Regions from separate parts of the Drosophila melanogaster genome. Here region 1 is linked to region 2. A link is a contact called in public HiChIP or PLAC-seq data. All regions are on one chromosome and are shown on one strand. The core of a region is the stretch at or near the end of the contact, and the rest is flanking DNA. Distances in the headings are between cores, read along the strand shown. Region 1 holds the start of CG9986. Region 2 holds the start of CG4951.

Region 1 (6,512 bases), core at 3,527-6,026, 650 kb before region 2:
TGCGCCTGGCAAGGCAACCACGACGTGATGAACATCCTACTGTACTACGGAGCTCTGGCAGATCATGCCTGCAAGCAGGGAGCCACTGCCTTGGGTATATCGGCCCAGGAGGGACATGAAAAGTGTGTAATTGCCCTTCTCCAGTTCGGAGCTAATCCCTACAAGTCAGACCACTGCGGACGAACGCCCATTAAGCTGGCAGCCAAGTCAAGTCGCACCAGTATCCTGAAGATCTTCGAAAGCTACACCAAAAGTAAGAGTTCATCACGCAGGAAAAGCCTCTTGCTCTGTTACTAATGCTTTCCCTTTAATCCTTTTCCCATTTCCGAACGTAGATGAAGCTAGCAATCCCAACGAACCCAAGTTCCACGCCCATGCCAGCATGCTGAGATCTCCGGATCAGCCACCGGCTCTGCCGCTTCACCAGAACCTGGCTCCGTATCCGGCACATGCCTCCGCCTCGTCGGTCTGCTCAGCAGCCACAACGGCCACCGTGCACAATGGCAGCCACCTGCACGTCCTCAATGCCTCCAGTTCCACGCACAGCTCTAACAACTTTTATCAGAACACCATGCAGTCGGACACGAGCAGTTTGCATAAGCGCAAGAGCGTCATCTCTAGTCAGTCCACGGGCAGCAGCAATGATGTGAGTATCCTTTAAGAGTAATGTCATGTTATCCCATTGCTAATCCCTTGGAATCCTCAACAGCAAGCGCCGCTTACCTTTACACAGCAATTGCAGCGACAAAGCAAACTAAGCTCACGCAATAATCTGATGGTCAACTCGAAGCACGCTTCCAGCTCAGGAGCAGCAGGACACAAGTCCAGTGGTGGAGGCGGAGGGGCTCAGCGGCACTCTCAAGTTCTGCCCGATCTCAGCGAGCATCAGCTTGGTAAGTTCAACAGTGTTTCTATAGCCCAGCTTCCAGCTTACATTATTGGTCTCCATATAGCATCCAACATGACCAACGAGGCGGACATGTACGACATGGAGTGCATGTCGCCGCTGTACGCCACGCCCCCTCACTCGCCCAGCAGCGAATTGAGTTCACCCGGGCAACTTCCGGGTCTGAATGCCTTCGTGGACGATGAGAGGGCCGGAACCAGCAGTGGCGGAGGTGCCAAGCTGCCGGATAATCATTTCGCGCGAGATACGCACATGCGTATTATTCTGGGCAACCTCAAGGAAAACCAGCCCAGCTCGTCGGGGTAAGAAAAGCTAAAACTGAATAATTTAAAATCAAAGAACTCATGGATTTTTATGTTTCTCCAACAGCAAAAGCAAGCGCAGCGGAGTATCCAGCAATCCAGCAATGCGGCTCATCCGCAGTCGCTTTGATGCCGCCTCCCAGTTGATCCGGCGCACCAACAACATACTCTCTTCCAGCAGCAATCAGGGCTCCTCCAGCATTGGCGTCAAGTCGGGCACCTTCCAGTGGCGCAAGGAGAGTCAAATGTAAACGCACCGGATTAAATATTAATGTGCTCCCCAAAAACTCACTCCTTAAGGCATCAAAACACCCACTTGCATACTCAACCCTTAAATCGTAACTTATTTGAGTTTATATACCTTAGTACTTTTCAGAAAGTATTTGTTTTTTGTGATAGTTTCAATTTTAGTAAACTTTTGAATATGTTCTGATTTAACTAAATATATTTAGGCATACTACCCATACGACGTAGTTTAAGGCATGCGCCAGGTATTAAGCTAAAATCCCATATATAGAATACTTCATTACATTTTTGGCATGCGAACTGTAGCAGATTCTTCTTCAATGTAGCAAAAACTAACGAAATTTAAATAGATCACGACACGAATGTATACTTAAGAGAGCTCAGACTCAGCACTGTTCTCAGAATTAATTTTAAAGTATTTATTAAATCACATTGCGTAAGTCAGAGCATCGGCTTATAATTTAACTATAAAATATAATTTATGCTGGAACAGGCTTCCCAAAGACAAGGGATCGTGCTCTGAAGGCCATACTACTCCAATGCGCATTTATTGGCAATCGGCTATAGAAACGTAATTTATTTATACGAGCTACTTTACCAATTAATTACGCTGTTTATGTCAATTCTTTAAAACCAGTTTCCAAAGTACCAAAAACCGATTATCCACTCCCACTTTGTGCTTTTAAAGGCACAAGAAAGATCCCAGAGATACGATATATGTGTATTATATTGCTCGCACCTAAAAACTCAAAGCGGTCCGTTCCTGTACCTTAACACTTGTCACTAATTTTATGTAACCCTTAAGCCGGACAAACCAATCAAATACACATAAACAACTGAAGCATTAATTAAATATTTTCTGAAACTCTACTCCCACTGCAAAGCAGCAAATCACAGACACAACAAACAACGCACTGGGCTAAATCCAAAAAGAATAAAACGAAGCATAGTTGAACAGCGAAATGTTAATGAACAGAAAAAACCGAATTATTGTTAACAAACCTATAACATACCGCAGAATACAATTGTTTAGATATACATAAATATATATTTCAAAAGCATATTTACAAGTTAATGGTCAGAGTTATTCAAAGTATCATTATTATAATCGTAATAGATAACCGAACAGACTAAAATACAATCCACAGAGATACACACACAACACGAAATGCATGGGGGTTCGAAACCAAAGATAAACATTTACATTTGGAAGTAATATACACACATGATACCTATGCCTAAAATATAACTATATATATGAGAATATGTACTTATACATTGTAGTGTTGTAGTTTTGAAAAGGTTGCGATGAATTATTGACAAAAATTGATACAGGAACATTTACAGAAAATTCTGAGTGTGTTGAAGTTTAAACAACTTTTTGAGCGAAGCGACGAATAACGAAGCATATACATACATATATAACTCTGAATCTGAATAAAACTGTATATTCATACAAATAATTTAAAGTCTATTTGCAAAGTGAAGTTTGAGGAATGTTTTCGCGGCCTACTTGCTGGTGTCCACAAGTATCTTGGGATTGGCCACGTGAAAAACGCTGGGAACCATTCCCGCCAGAGTGGTGAACAAACTTTCCGATATGTCATCAGGCAGTAGCAGTTGCAAGGTGCTGAAATTGGAAAAACAATTAGCAAAAACGTTCACACGTTGCAAAACCTCAATAGCCACCTTAACTCAGCTCCGCCCCAAGATGCAGATTCTATCATAAACCCCTTGGCGCACTTAAACACCAGCTCTGCTCTTCTGATGCACCACTGGACGGTCATGTCCTCGCTCATCTCGTGACGCAGCAGAGCCGGAATGGTCAGCGTGGTGATGTCGTGCCTGCTGGCTGTCTTTAGGATGTTTCGCAAACCCAAGATCACTGGATGCCGCGAGTTGATCTCACTGGGACTGTTGATGGGTTCGTCCGAAATCAGGTGAAAAATAACATGCGTTTGCGAGAGATTCGAGTGCTTGGTGATGAAGAAGTCGCCTGTTTTCAGTCTGGGCACGCTCTTCTTGGTCGGCGAGGGTGTGCCACTGCCCTCGGCACTGCTGTTGCTAGTACTACTGCCACTGGAATCTTCAGTGGTCAAATTCTTAATCTGCTTCTCGATCTTTTCCATCTGAACGTCTATTTGCTCAAAATGAAACTCGGTGGACTTGTTGGCATTTTTAATGATATTCTTGTTGGCCTGGGCCTGAATCGATGGGGTCAGCACGACGACGCCGCAGAGGGAACTGGAGTACAATCCCAGAGCCATGTTAAGGCCATTAAGACTCTCCTCGGCGTGCAGCGGACTGCAGAGCTCCGTGACATTGGCACTCAGGATGCGTATGTTGTGCATGTGCTTCAGCTGGGAGCCCAGGTGAATGGTGAAGCTCTCCTCCATGGAGGGCTGTTGCGAGACGAACATGGAGGAGCGGTTACCCAGCGGCGTGGCCACCGGCGACACTTGAAACATCTGACTGACCTGACTGGTGATCCAATTTCGATACTCATTCTTCTGATGACCCATCATTGCTTCTAGTTCGGATTCGTATCGCTTCCGCACATAATTCTGCGTGGTGTACTGCTGCGCCAGCAGATTGTTGATATCCTCCGAGGTGGTGGTGATGTCCAACTGATTTATCTGGCTATCCATTTCCTGCTGCTGAGAGTTGTTCAACGTCTCCACCTCGCTGTCCATAAGATCGGTCATGTCGGACACCACCTTGGCATATGCACGCTCTCGCTTGAGTATGTCCTCCAGGGACGAAGAGTGCACCAGGCGATGGAAGCTCTGGGCGAATATGTCAGCATCGCTGGGACCCACACGATCGGCAAATTGCAGTAGTTCCTCCTTGTACAGCCTCTCTGTGTCCCGCACAATGGCCTCGATGTCCATCTCCTCGTTGGCCGCCTGTTTGAGTAGCTTTTCGGCTTGGTCGTCCAGGAAATTTTGCTGCTCCGTATCCACGAATTTCTGCAGCTCCCGTTCGAGTTCTAATTGGAATAGCAAGACTAAAGCTGGTACTCCATCCGCACATACTGATACTCACTGATATTCTCGTCCAGGTACCGCATCATAGGGTCCATCTGGTTGGGAGCCATCAGCTGGGTGATACACTCCTCCAGATTTTCCTGGTCAAAGGGAAAAGTGATGTCCAGCCGGGATTCGCAGTCTTGGCCTTTATGATTTTTATACTTGTACACAAAGGGCAGCGTGCGAGTGGCAGTAGAGTCCATTTCAGAGGTCCTTAGTCGGTGTTTTAGTTAGTTATAGTCATTAATTCGCAAGTTAACGCCCCCTGCCTAAAAGAAATGCAATTAGTATGACCGTATTGCGACCGCTTAAATATATCGCAGAAAACTTATTCACCACTTAGAGAAGACTCAAACCAACAACAAAGTGACAGACACAGTGCTCATTTATCATGATTTATTATTTTCAGTGGACTAATTAAAATTTAACATTAAATGCAACAAAATGAATGCTTTGAAAATCATTCAACTATATAAAACGGAATTTGCGATTTTACGCCAATCACGTTACATTCGCAACGCCATTATTGTTCAAATACCGTTATTTTCCCCCACTGGTGAAATTTTAATTCAAAATGAAACGAAAATCATTTTGTTTGGTATTCTGAAATTTCTTTATTCAAAGATAGTAATAATGAAAATAAAATGAAGTAATAAATAAAAGTCGTATATTTACGATGGTGCAGAGGGGAAACCGTTCAACATCCATTCCATCCTCAGGTGCGACGAGCCGATTCAGACCACCTGAAAGTTACAACTTTTTCCGGATTTGGGATCTGCGGAGGATTACTTACCCAGAGGGAACCGAAACCCAGCGACCGGAGTTGCTAGCAAACGCGGGCACCTTCCGTGGCTGCATTCAGTAGCGCGGCGGCAGTCTTTCAGCGCTTCGCATACTTTTCGCAGCCAACTGGCAACAGAAATTACAATAATATACATGGTTGTAAATGACATGGTACAGCAGGCGGGGGGCAAATCAAATAAAAGGGGAAAATGATTCCTGTTAAGCGAGTGAAAGGAGAACTCTCGAACGACGTTAATGGCCCGCCCACAACAAATGCTATAGTAAAGTACATATTCTTGGCTGGCTTTTGGACCTGGTCAGACTTGCTGCACCTTGTTACCTCTGCAATACACTCTCATTCTGATCGAGATCCTTTTGCTGATGCTGCTACAGAAATATAGAAAACTACGAGGCTTTGGCTTAGCTATATACTTTTTGTTCTTTCGTCAGAGTTTACATCAATTGCGGGACACTTGCTTATTTTTTTTTTTTGCATCTTGTATTTTTTAGCTACATTAAAATGTAAATTTTGTTAAGTATAATTGCGCTGACTCCTCAGACAGACTGCTTGCTAAAAGGTATAAATTACAATAAAGGTTGTTTGTTGATCGGTTACATCTAAGCAGCGGAAGAGGTTATATCCATGTCGACACTTATTCAAAAATCTAAGTATCTAGATTCCTCCACACACGGTCAGGTTCGCTTAGAACTTGAATAGTAAAATTATTAAGACTAGGGTAGCGTGCGGATGGATGCAGAAGTCGCTCCGCACGCTCTACTCGATTTAATTCTATGAGAACTTAGCCTAGTAAAGTTGTAAAATGTAATACATGTTTTTATATATTTTGTGTTTTCTGCTCTGATTATCAAAAGTTGCCGGCAGCCGATGGACTGGAGAGCTGTCTGCAACCAAAGAAACATATCTCTCGGCTGCCGCCTTGAAGTTTTACATAGCTGATTCGTTTATGACTGGTTGTTTTAAGTAGGTTGGTTGGTTGGTTGCTCGTGTGGTGGAGATACAAATGTTTGGCCTGTCGTCGGCTTTGTGGATCTAATTACAATGTTACTTATATGGGCTGCTACATATGGGTTGCAAATTATAGATTACAATTCTGTGGGTATTGGATAGTTTTCGATGCGCCTCTTGACATTCAATTTATCATCGCTTGCAAAGACAAATTGAATGGAATCCTGGTCACCTTCTGTGTACGTGTACTGCCACTTGCTGTGTTTCTTCTGTTTAGC
Region 2 (6,059 bases), core at 213-2,712:
TGCTGAGATGGGCGCTCATGTTGAACCAACTGAAGCTGGAGGCGTTCCAGGCGTCTCTGTCGACGGCGGGAAAACCACCCAGCGACCTGATAACCGATAGATAAGCGGGATCGGCAGCGGGCCGCGGAAAGAGCTCGGCCGCCAGGCAGGAATTGTAGAAGCGTTGTGCAACGAGCAGCTCGGCGGACACGTTCAGTGCCTCCGCCAACTTTGTCCTGGTCAGCAGCTGCTCCGTCACGTCCATCAGTGTGTAGCTGATGTCCAGAATATTGCTCCGCCTATGGGGCGATTGCCGCGGCGTTTTCACGTTCTTCCAGTTGCCGCACGCGAACTCGTAGAAGTCGTCGCACGGATCGACGCTGAAGTTCATATAGGACTTCATCATGGCGCCATGGGATCGCAGGTAGTCGGCCGTCTCATCCGTAATCGCGTTCTCATGGGACTCGTCGCCAATACTCCTGGCCTCGCAGTCATTCAAAATCACGCAGATCAGGATGCAAACTGCCAGCCGCGTGTATAGGGGCAGTCGAAAGTAGCTCGAGATTGAGAGCATATTGGTCCGATTCGCAGGGCACACACGCAGTTTGTATAATATAATAAAGTAGTGCGGCCAGTGATCGATCGACCCGGATTATTTGAAAAACCCAACAAGCTCGACTACCTAATCCGGAACGCGATTGAGAACTGAGCAAGCAGCAGCATCTCTCCGATCCCATCGGCGTGTGCTTTTTTTTCGCAATCATGTTGACCAGCAGCACTGGACAACAGAGATTATAATGAATTATATTACTATGACGTCGTTCCGCACACTTTCACCATCTTTGGTGCGCATTCTAAGCCACTGCTTTGAATAATAAGGAGGAGGTCATGGGCATCCAAGCTATCTCTCTAGCCAACTTAGTTTTTAGGTAACCACTTTCGCAGAATGGGAACGATTTTGCTGCACTGTGTAGTCCGGCTGTTCTCTTGGCGAGACTTGACCTAAGCCACACGCTTCTGTTGATAAGGATTTGTAAGTTCTGGGAGATTCATTGATAGCGCCCCTCATTCATTCAGAGTAAAAACAATTCTCAGTTTTGGTTTCAAAATCTCATCGTCACTTGTGTCACACGATTGCACATTGTGAACACGTTCTGAACTTTTGTCCTAATTAACACTTAACACTTTTTTATCTTTGTTGTTTTTTTTTATAAATAAATGCATATATCAGGTGGATTCTTAATATGTTCATTATGCATAATTACTATTTTTATACTTTCTATAGAGATCTCTGTGGTAAAACGTAAAAGTATTTCTTGTCACGTTCCAAAAAAACATTTTGCAGTTTTCTCCAGATAATGAATATTTATGAATTGAATTCAGCTTAAGTTGATACTTTTTTGCCGCCCAAACGTCGATAAAAAAATACAATCGATAGACCACCAAAGCGCTCGTAGTGTGCCCAAAGATCCGCCCCGAATTGTTGTTGCTGTGCCTGTCAGCGGCTACGGTCACATCAGGACGCATAGCAATTTTATAAAAATGTCATTTTCCGCCATCGGTGATTGCCAACTAATTTCGCAATTATACCAGGTAAAAGCCACTGAGATGTGTGATCCGCCATGTCCTAAAGCAGCTCCCATTTCAGTACAAGAAGCACCGCGTCATCTGCAGCGTCAAAGTTCTGCCGACACCTGTGACCCATTTTGAGCGGGAATCCAAGAATGATTTCCATTGGATGACCGCGGATCGGTGGAGCCGGATTGAGTGTGGTCTATGGCGCCTGTTCGAGAACCTGAAGCAGTGGCAGGATGCCTACCAACTGGACACCGAGCTCATTATCGATCACATCATCGTGCGCGTCCAGGCGACCAATAAGTCGCATCCTGCAACGGTCGCTCTTCTGGCCGGTACGGAGTCCAGCTCCAAGGATCTCTGCCTGGACCTACAGCTGCAGTACATAACACAAGAGGACACCACCATTGTGGACGTCATTCCCGCCAAGCGCGAGCTTGCCACGGAAGCAGAAACAAATGGCACCAGACCCACATCCCGCAAGATCCGCGTAGCAAACTCAGGATCCAAGCCAAAAGCGGGGTAGGAAACCCTATTAATTAGTCCCAAATACTCCATAGGCTTGGATTGTGTGGTTTTTGATCCCAATAGCTATGAACCACCTTTGCACCTTTCACATTTTATGTACCGAAGTTGAATGCATTTTAATGTTTTCTCCACTGCATGTTTCCCCTCCAGCACACAATCGAAGCCCAAGCACATTGACGCCGACAACGAGGATGACAAGAGCTCCACCACGGCCAGCCAACCAACCAAGATCAAGAGCGAGCGCAGGTCCATTTCCCAAGGAGGCGAAAAGGATAAGGCTTCTTCCAGCAGCCCCAGTTCCTCGCAGCAGAGCAACCGCATTAAGCGATCGCACAGTCCATCACAGCAGTGAGTTAGGCGAAGGCTAGGATGTGAGAGAACTAAGAGCCTATTGATCTATTCGCAGGAATTCCAGATCCAGCTCCGTTGAGGCCAAGCCTGCACGCCGCTCCGGCCGATCGCCCATACGCCCGAGTCGATTCAAAAACTTCGTAGTTGGGTAAGCCATAGAAATATGGTGCTATAGCGATCAGTTTCATTCATCATTTCCCTGGCTGCCATTTTCAGCGAGACCAGGAGCGGCAAGAGCAGAGGACCCAAGCCCAAAGTGAAACGAGTATCGCCAGTGCCGGCCAAAGATTTCAAGGTGGAACACATGGACGGAGGGCGGTTCAATGCATTGCAGCGGCTGGACAGCATGCTGGACACGCCCAAGCCGCGCGAGGTTAAGATTTTGTAAGTGACTCGACTAGATGCAAATAAAGCGAACACGAATGTGCCTTCAACTTGCGTTCTTTTGATTGGCTCAGACTCTTGGAAAAAATGGGCGAGGACGAGGTGCTGAATACGTTCGAAAACTATCGCAGCGACTTCGATAAGCTGTTCAAGGAGCGCGAGTTCAAGCCGCGCACCAGTCACTACATGAACATTGCCCACATGGACGTCATCGACATACTGAGCAAGAGCATTCACCAGCAGATGCTCAAGAAACTGGGCGAGGTCTACAGCAGTCGAAGCGTAAGTTTGGGGCGTCCTGGAGTGACACACATATCCATCCTAACATGTCCCGATTACCAGAACCACACGTCGCTGCTGGTGAACGGACTGCTCCCGCTGTGGATAGTGCGCCTCTTTATGGACACATACACGCTGTCCCAATCGGAGGCCGTGCAGCAGATCCGCGACCAGATGAAGTACAACACCTACTTGAGGGCCCTGAACGATGAGCCGCTGAGTTCCGATCTTGACTGATCGAGCAATCAATTCACTTTTTAACTATTTTTTGGTATCCGATTGCGGAAATTTTACATTGCGCGCCATATTAAATAGGCAGTTGTTTTAGTTTTAAATTCATTTGTCTTTATTTGTTTTGATTGGAATCTGTTGTGTACTAAGCATATTACATTGTATAAATACATAATTCACTTGCTTTCGAAAAAAGAAAACGCTTGAGCAACCAAGTGTGCTGGCTGAAATGGTGGAGTGCTCTCTGGGCGACTGGCGGTGATGACGGCGTGGGCGAAGGACTACGAAATTATTTTACTTAGAATCTAGCGTGTAATGTTGATGGAGTGCCCGCCCGGCCACCCGGTGGCGGTTTAAAACTCAGTCTGAACTTCACACTCTTATGTACAATCTATTTGGACAGTGGGTGAGGTGAAGTAGTTTACAGCTCGTCGTGCTGCTGCTCCTCCTCCTCATCATCGGCGTTGCCGCTCTCCTGGCTGCCGGTGGCGGTCTCCTCGGCATCATCCTCCTCCTCCTCGTCGAACTCCACCTGCTCGTCTTGGGAGACACCCAAGGTCTGGCGCATCATCTGCTCAATACTGTCGGCGAACTGCGAAGTCTCCTGGAGCATGTATCCAGACCGCAGGGTGGCGGTGCGGAACATCATCACAGCCATGTCCTTGGCGGTGTCATCGGCCTCGTCGGCCTCCACGCGGCGCAGCAGCTCGCGCATCAGCGGATGCCTGGGATTGATCTCGAGCGTTTTCTTCTGGTTGAGGTAGTAGGTGCGCTGAGGATCGTCGGACTTCTGGTGGGCGTTGGACATGGCCAGACGCTCCATGTTGCCGGTCCAGCCGAAGACGCCGGCCACGAGGGCGCATGGCGAGTTGCTCAGACGCTCGGAAACCTGGGCCTTGGAGATCTGATCCTTGAGTGCCACATCGTTCAGCCACTTGACCAGCGGCTCGAAGGTGCTCTTTAGCGACTCGAAGTTCTTCTTGCTCTTCTCGGACTCGTTCAGCTGGAATCCCTCCTTGGCCACGTTCTGGAACTTCTTGCCATCGAACTCGGGCAGCGCGGAGATGCAGTACTCGTCGACGGCCTCCACCAGATACAGCACCTCGTATCCCTTGCTCAGCAGACGCTCGACGAACGGCGACTTCTCGACCTCAGCGCGGTTGGCACCAGCGATGTAGTAGATGTGCTCCTGCTTGGCCTTCATGCGCTCCTTGTACTCCGCCAGCGAGGTGACGCCCTTGCCGTTGGAGGTCTGGAAGCGGAGCAGCTTGGCGAGACGCGATCGGTTGCTGGGATCCTCCATCACGCCCAATTTGATGCTGAAATGAGTCAATTAAGTCTTGATAAGCAACGAAAATCCAAGAATTCGAGGTTATAGCTAATGGAAATGCTTATTTAACTAAAATAAAATATTTAAGTATAAACTCTACACGTCACCAGTGCCAATATTATAATACTACGTGGATTTCCTTATCTTATCAGCGCGGAATTCTTTAAAGCAACAAACTAAATATATTAATTTGTTGGCAAAAAATAATACACGTCATTCTATTCTCCATATTATAATGGATTCTGCGGAAATGCTTATCATAAATAACTAATTATTTGAACAGGCAAAGAACGTTTCTTAATTCCTAGAAAGCGACACTTACTTGGTGGAGAACTCCTTCCAGAACTTCTCATACGCCTCCTTGTCGATCTTCTTCAGCATATCGAGAACCTTGCGGACCAGCTTCTTCTTGATCACCTTGATGAGCTTGTGCTGCTGCAGAGTTTCGCGGGAAACGTTCAGGGGCAGATCGTCGGAGTCGACGACGCCACGAATGAAGCTCAGGTAGTTGGGCATCATGTCGTTGAACTCGTCGGTGATGAAAACACGGCGCACGTACAGCTTAATGTTGTCGGACTTGGTGCCGTAGCGGTTGAAGGACTCCGATGGCTGCACCTTGGGCACGTAGAGCAAACTCTTGAAGGTCACCTCGCCCTCGGCGATGAAGTGCGTCTGGGTCAGGGGCTCGCTGGAGTCCTTGGTCAGGCTCTTGTAGAAGCTAGTGTACTCATCCTCGGTCACTTCGGCGGGCTTGCGCGTCCAGATGGGCTTGCTGTCGTTGATCAGGGTCCAGTCCCAGGTGGTCTTCGAAACCTTTTTGGTCTTGGGCTTCTCATCTTCGGCCTCCTCGACCTTGGCGTCCTCATCCTCCACGTCATCCTCGCTCTTCTCGGGCTTGGCCTCCTCCTCCACGGGCACCTCCTCCTCGACGGTCTTGCTGGACCACATGCGGATGGGGAAGTTGATGAACTGCGAGTACTTGCGGATGAGCTCGCGCACGGTGTCCTCCTCCAGGAAGTCCTGGGCTTCTTCCTTCAGATACAGCGAGATCACGGATCCTCGCTTCAGAGTATCGCCACGGGGATCCTCGGTGATGCTGAAGCTGTTGGCATCCGACTCCCAGATGTACTGTTTGTCGTCGTTGTGCTTGGTGGTCACCACTACACGATCGGCGACCAAGAAAGCGGAGTAAAAGCCCACACCGAACTGTCCAATCATGTCGTTCATATCGAGTCCCTCCGACTTGCTGGGATCCTGCATCTTGGCCAGAAAATCGGCAGTGCCGGACTTGGCAATTGTACCCAGGTTATTGATCAGATCCTGGTGAGTCATGCCGATACCCGAGTCCATGATGTGCAACGCCTTGTTCTCCTTGTCGGCCTTAATGCGGATGTGCAGCTCC

The links. HiChIP or PLAC-seq counts read pairs in DNA pulled down with a chosen protein or histone mark.
Region 1: a contact with region 2 is called in a POLR2A S2P HiChIP or PLAC-seq map of the Kc167 cell line, with 4 times the contacts expected there. The contact joins the promoter of CG9986 here to the promoter of CG4951 in region 2. A contact is called at or near these places in 21 of 107 Hi-C or Micro-C datasets (the D17-c3 cell line, the Kc167 cell line, the ML-DmBG3-c2 cell line and 9 more) and 2 of 6 datasets of contacts at active chromatin or transcription factors (both in the Kc167 cell line).

The regions. Positions count from the first base shown.
Region 1 is chr3R:28,604,343-28,610,854 of dm6, reverse strand. It overlaps CG9986, which reads right to left and starts at 4,776. Exons shown (of 3, transcript NM_143366.3): 1 at 4,501-4,776; 2 at 3,145-4,444; 3 at 2,483-3,085. The coding sequence starts at 4,687. The coding sequence ends at 2,965. Hrb98DE (Heterogeneous nuclear ribonucleoprotein at 98DE) reads right to left here. Exons shown (of 6, transcript NM_170374.2): 6 at 5,078-5,393. It overlaps CG10011, which reads left to right. Exons shown (of 6, transcript NM_143367.3): 2 at 1-253; 3 at 336-646; 4 at 710-893; 5 at 954-1,209; 6 at 1,277-2,916. The coding sequence ends at 1,460.
Region 2 is chr3R:27,949,515-27,955,573 of dm6, reverse strand. It overlaps CG4951, which reads left to right and starts at 1,462. Exons shown (of 7, transcript NM_001104480.2): 1 at 1,462-1,572; 2 at 1,628-2,076; 3 at 2,233-2,430; 4 at 2,489-2,581; 5 at 2,650-2,817; 6 at 2,892-3,099; 7 at 3,160-3,523. The coding sequence starts at 1,522. The coding sequence ends at 3,333. Nep7 (Neprilysin 7) reads right to left here and starts at 657. Exons shown (of 2, transcript NM_143346.3): 1 at 1-657. The coding sequence starts at 553. It overlaps Gp93 (Glycoprotein 93), which reads right to left. Exons shown (of 5, transcript NM_143344.3): 4 at 4,980-6,059; 5 at 3,423-4,646. The coding sequence ends at 3,749.